2 separate regions of the Arachis hypogaea genome follow, and region 1 is linked to region 2. Evidence: chromatin contacts called from public Hi-C data. All regions are on one chromosome and are shown on one strand. The core of a region is the stretch at or near the end of the contact, and the rest is flanking DNA. Distances in the headings are between cores, read along the strand shown. Region 1 holds the start of LOC112695232 (pentatricopeptide repeat-containing protein At1g74850, chloroplastic). Region 2 holds the start of LOC112695208 (transcription factor MYB1R1).

Region 1 (2,928 bases), core at 130-2,629, 160 kb before region 2:
TATATTTTTTAGCGAGTTACCTGACGCGTTGATGCCAAGCGTAGCCCCTATTGTTTTTTGGTGTTACTTTAAACGAACCGTAGCCAGTTTGTAGTCTGTTATCCCCTAATTTAAAGGAGTTAGCCAACTCCCTTAATATTTGGTGATGCACCCTTAGTGGCGGAATGTGCATCAGGCCACCAAATCCCAAATCCCTAACAATTGTTTTCTTCTCCTCGCTCATGTTTCTGAATTTCTCACTTAACAAATGGGTTGCACACTTAAAGTCTTTGGTTTGCTATAAACAAAGCAAAATTATAGTCAGATATATTTCTATTATATAAAACTGATTTCATCTAAGACATATATTTGTTCTTACATTTTTTTCAGCCTGGTTTCTGCCTGCCATTTTTTCTGAAATGAAAAATACACCCATAGATATCAGTAAGATACACCCATAGATATCAATCAGATACACCCATAGATATCAGTCAGATATCACTCAAATATGCATAAATATACAAGGTCAAGCAATATACACCCATGGACAAGCAAATATTAGAACAGTTGCAACTGTTGACCATATTACAGTATATCAGTTCAGAAATATACACCCAACAAATTATGCCATATACACCCAACAACTTACTCCATATACACCCACCAAATTACGCAATATACTCCTAAAAATTAGTTACGAGAAGAACTAGAACAACAAGAACAGTAACACGTAGAACAACTAAGAAGAATAGTAAAACCTAGAACCAAGAATAACAGTAAAACCTAAAACAAGTAGAATATTAAAAACTATAAAATGAGACCTAGAACAAAAAGAACATTAAAACTTAGAAGAACGTAGAAGAACAGTAAAACCTAGTTCTTCGATTTTGAAATGTGGAAAATATACAAGATGAGTAAAATAGTAATGTACCTTAAGTAATATATCTTCGTTTTTTCTGGAGATTGTTGATGGAGAGTTCTATCTTGTGTTGATGAAGAGTTCTAATATTCACGACGAGTTCTATCTCTACAGTTTGCAATGTTGCTCGAAAATGGACAGTTTGTGTTTTCTTCGAAAGGTTTGGAGAAGTGAAAGAGTGCGCCATTAAGGAGCGTTTTTTGCGAAGCGCAACCGTTGAGTGACACGCGTGTATTTTACACTCCATTCAAAGTGAGTGACTGCGCGTGTGAATGAAGTCTGGGCTGAAAACTTGTAAAATTTGTAGAGCCTTTTTATTTGTATGTGTAGCAGGCCCTTTCTTAAAAATAATAGAGTATATCCGATTGTAAATATTTTTTTTTTGGTGACTATCCGATTGTAAATATATTATCACTTAAAAAGTTAAAATCAATGACCTTATAATTGGATTTAAAAATAACGGAAGAATTGTAATCAGGTACTAGAACTGTAAACTGTATAATCTATAACGAAAAACGGACGCGGTTGCTTCTTAGCTCTTTCTCCCGCTAGAACCTTTAGTTTAAAAATCCGTTACCGCGAACTGCTCCGGGGGACCGAACCCGGACCAAAACGGGTCCAGTTTCAGTTTCACGTATTTCAGTATTTACCCTTCGCTGGTAGTGGTAGGTATCCTTTTTGGCGTTTATCGCCAGCACATTGTCAGAAATGTATCTTATCATGGGTCGGGTCAAGTAACCCGATGACATATTTCTCATTTTTATGGTTTATCTACAATGGGAAACACCACGTGGCCTTCTCTCAACTCATTCACAGATCTAAGAGAGCTTCGTCTTCCTCCATCTTCGTCTTCCTCCTCCAGCCAAAACGCACCGTATCAGTATCAAAATCATTATCCACAACAACATGCTACTGCGGTACCTTCTCAATCTCTGAACACCGAGCTCGCTTCACAGAGAAAATGACCATACTGCCCTACATAACCGTCCCCAACATCTCACCCTTCTCCGCCACCCTCATCCTAAATCCTAACACCAACCATCTCCACCTCCACCACCACCACCAATTCCGCCACCTCTACCTCCCCCGTCGTCACAACGGTCGGCGCATCCAGTTCACTACCGTTGCTCGCTCCCGCGAGGTCGTCCTCGGGAACCCGTCGGTGACGGTGGAGAAAGGCAAGTACAGCTACGACGTCGAAACCCTAATAAATAAGCTCAGCAGCCTTCCGCCACGTGGCAGCATCGCGCGGTGCCTCGACGCCTTCAAGAGCAAGCTCTCCCTCAACGACTTCGCTCTCGTGTTCAAGGAGTTCGCCACGCGTGGCGATTGGCAACGAACCCTGCGACTCTTCAAGCACATGCAGCGCCAGATATGGTGCAAGCCAAACGAGCACATCTACACAATCGTCATCACCTTGCTCGGCAGAGAAGGACTCCTAGACAAGTGCCGCGAGGTGTTCGATGAAATGCCTGAACAAGGCGTTCCTCGCTCTGTCTTTGCCTACACCGCCATAATCAACGCCTATGGCCGCCACGGACAGTACCAGACCTCCCTCGAATTGCTCGATTTGATGAAGAGAGAGAGGGTTTCACCGAGTATCTTGACTTACAACACTGTAATCAATGCTTGCGCGAGGGGTGGGTTGGATTGGGAGGGTTTGTTAGGGTTATTTGCTGAGATGAGGCATGAAGGGGTTCAGCCTGATGTAGTTACGTATAATACTATGCTTCATGCTTGTTCTCGTAGGGGTTTGGGCGATGAGGCTGAGATGGTGTTTAGGACTATGAATGAAGGTGGGGTTGTTCCTGATATCACTACTTATAGTTACCTTGTTGATACTTTTGGGAGATTGAATAAACTTGAGAAGGTTTCGGAGCTTCTTAGGGAGATGGAGGAAGGTGGTAATTTGCCTGATGTAACGTCTTATAATGTGCTTTTGGATGCGTATGCTGAGAAGGGGTCGATTAAGGAGGCACTAGGGGTGTTCCGGCAGATGCAGACGGCAGGGTGCGTGCCAAATGCGACCA
Region 2 (2,871 bases), core at 279-2,778:
AAAAGAAAAAAAGAGTTAAAATATCTAAAATGATAAATATATAGAAGACTATAAAACAATGAACTTTTAACTAAATTAAATTGTATTTATTATTATTAGAAAGGGTAAGAGAGAGCAGTAGAGAAAAGATTTGTGTGTATTCAAGTTGTGTAGAATGATATAATATAGAAGGGTATTTATAGGTGTTAAGAGAATCGAAATAATAAAGACGTAATATCCTATAATAAATATTCAGATATGTTAAATAATGCTAATTAATCCTAATTATACTCTGATATCCCCCTCAAACTTATTTGAAACAACTAAATAAAAAAGAATGCATATATTGATAAAAACGGATGCAGATGGAACTGCTTGAAAAAAGCGCAGACAAAATTGTCAGAATGAAATACAGACGAAACTACCGGAAGAAAGCACAGACAGAATTACCACAAAGAAACGCAGACGGAACTGCCAAAAGAAAACGCAGACAAAACTGCTAGAAGGGAACGCAGACGGAACTGTTGTAAGAGAACGCAAACGGAACTGCCGCAAGAGTGGCCAACTGCTGAAAAGATGGCGAACTACTGAAAGACTGCTGAAAAGTGACAAAGTGCAAAAAGATAACAAACTATCGGGAGGTGACGAAAAACATATGGTTTCTCCAAGAGAATAAGTAGTGGATGAGTTAATTAGTAATGTTAAAAAAGCATCAAAGCAATGAAAAAAGAGAAAGAAAAAAATGGCGCAGAAAAAAAGTATGAAAATTACGTTGATTTCACTCAAAGAAAATCAACTTATTCTACTCAAGGAGGATACCATGGCAGGGAAGATAGAGCAATAAGAAAAAGGTTTGTAAGTATTCAAGTTGTGTAAAATGATACAATATAGAATGGTATTTATATGTGATAAAAGAATTGAAATAATAAAGACGTCTTATAATAAATATTCAGATATGTTGAATAATGCTAATTGATCATAATTATACTCTAATAATTATATTCAATTAATTAATATACATAATATTAAATTGTGTGATACTTAAATATTTAATCAAATCAATTAGTTGATATAATTAGTCTATCGTAATGAATTGTATTTAATGAGTTAAAAGAAATAAATCAGGAAACACTCTTCAAAACATGTCACGCCAACTTTATCATTAAGTGAAAAAATCTGATTTTTATATAATAGAATAGATAGAATAGATATTTGATTTTAATTGTAATAAAAAATAACATGTGACATATTTTGATGGTAAAATTAGTAATATATAATAGATTATTACAGTTTTTATTTTTAAGTTTAGAGAGAAATATTTGATTTTAATTGAGAATGGTATGTGGCATATTTAAATTATAAAATTAGTAATATAAAATAAATAGATTATTACTGTGTTCATCTTTAGTTTTAGAAAAAAAAGATTTAATTTTAATTATAACAAAAGAATGATAGGTATATATTTTGATTGTAAAATTAATAATATATAATTAATTTTCATAGAGAATAATCCTAAAATTTTATTTGATCTGATAATTATTATAAAATATTTTCTAAATTTCTGAGTCCACATGGTTGCCACCTCATCTCCATTCTCAACCTCTCTTATATTAAACACAGCACGCACCACTATCTCCCAGATTCTCTTCTCTTCTCTCTCTCTCTCTCTCTCTCCACCGAGTCACTGACTCGTCAAGTACGGAAGCTCCGATTCCGCCTCGAGTCCAACTCAATTAGCTCGATCGAAGAAGATGTGTAGCACCTTCGCCGCCGCCGCAGACTCCTCCATCTCCGGCGACGGTGACTCCCCCGCCGCCGGCGAGATTATGCTGTTCGGCGTTAGGGTGGTGGTGGACTCCATGAGGAAAAGCGTCAGTATGAACAATCTGTCGCAGTACGTGCATCCTCAAGATGACTCCAACAACAACAAAGACGCTGCCTTCTCCGCCACCGGTTACGCGTCCGCCGACGACGCCGCTCCTCTCAACTCCGGCAAGAACCGCGAGCGCGAGCGCAAGCGAGGTTCGAAATTTCAATACCACGCATATATAAATTTCTCCGATCGATCACTGATCTCTGTAAAAAGTTGATTCACATGATAAATTGATAATCAATTAGTGTTGTTGAATGAATTGTAAAATTGATACCTATGGTTATTGATTATTCTGGTGATGAGAGTGAAACTGAAATTGCGATCGGAAACTTCAGGTGTTCCCTGGACGGAGGAAGAGCACAAGCTATTCCTGGTGGGATTGCAGAAGGTAGGGAAAGGTGATTGGAGAGGGATCTCTAGGAACTACGTCAAGACTCGGACGCCCACGCAGGTCGCCAGCCATGCTCAGAAGTACTTCCTCCGCCGGAGCAATCTCAACCGCCGTCGGCGCAGATCCAGCCTCTTTGACATCACCACCGATTCGGTAAAATAATCTCCTCTCTTTTATTTTGTTCTGGATTCATGTTTTGGTTAGTCATCAATACAGTATTGAGTGACATTTAATTCTGAGGTATTTCTTTGTTTGTATTAATAACATGTGGTTTTTGTTCAGTAAGAGCACATGTTAGCTAAAACCATTATTATTTTTTGTTCTTGGTGGGGTCGGGGGTCTTGTTTATTTCATTATGGAATTCTTTTGTTAATTGAAGGGAACTAGGGAGATGTCTAATCTAAAGGGGAAATAGGGGTGGTTTAGGTTCTTGTGGGTTCCCCAGGCTGAGATTGAAAGAGTTGACTTACTAATGGGGTGTGGAGAAACATATTATTCATGATCTTATTAATTTTTGTTTTAGGTCTCTTCGATCCCAATGGAGGAAGAACAGATCCAGAACGGAGACATTGTGCCTCATTCACAGCCTCTGTGCCCTGCAGCCCCTGAGAATAGCAACACCAATGGA

Evidence for each region. Hi-C and Micro-C count contacts between places; a contact is called where the count stands out from the background.
Region 1: a contact with region 2 is called in a Hi-C map of leaf, with 2.1 times the contacts expected there. The contact joins the promoter of LOC112695232 here to the promoter of LOC112695208 in region 2. A contact is called at or near these places in 2 of 8 Hi-C or Micro-C datasets (leaf and an unstated tissue).

Annotation. Positions count from the first base shown.
Region 1 is chr1:78,080,695-78,083,622 of arahy.Tifrunner.gnm2.J5K5, reverse strand. It overlaps LOC112695232 (pentatricopeptide repeat-containing protein At1g74850, chloroplastic), which reads left to right and starts at 1,379. Exons shown (of 4, transcript XM_025747491.2): 1 at 1,379-2,928. The coding sequence starts at 1,641.
Region 2 is chr1:77,917,767-77,920,637 of arahy.Tifrunner.gnm2.J5K5, reverse strand. LOC112695208 (transcription factor MYB1R1) reads left to right here and starts at 1,528. Exons shown (of 3, transcript XM_025747465.2): 1 at 1,528-2,001; 2 at 2,188-2,396; 3 at 2,767-2,871. The coding sequence starts at 1,731.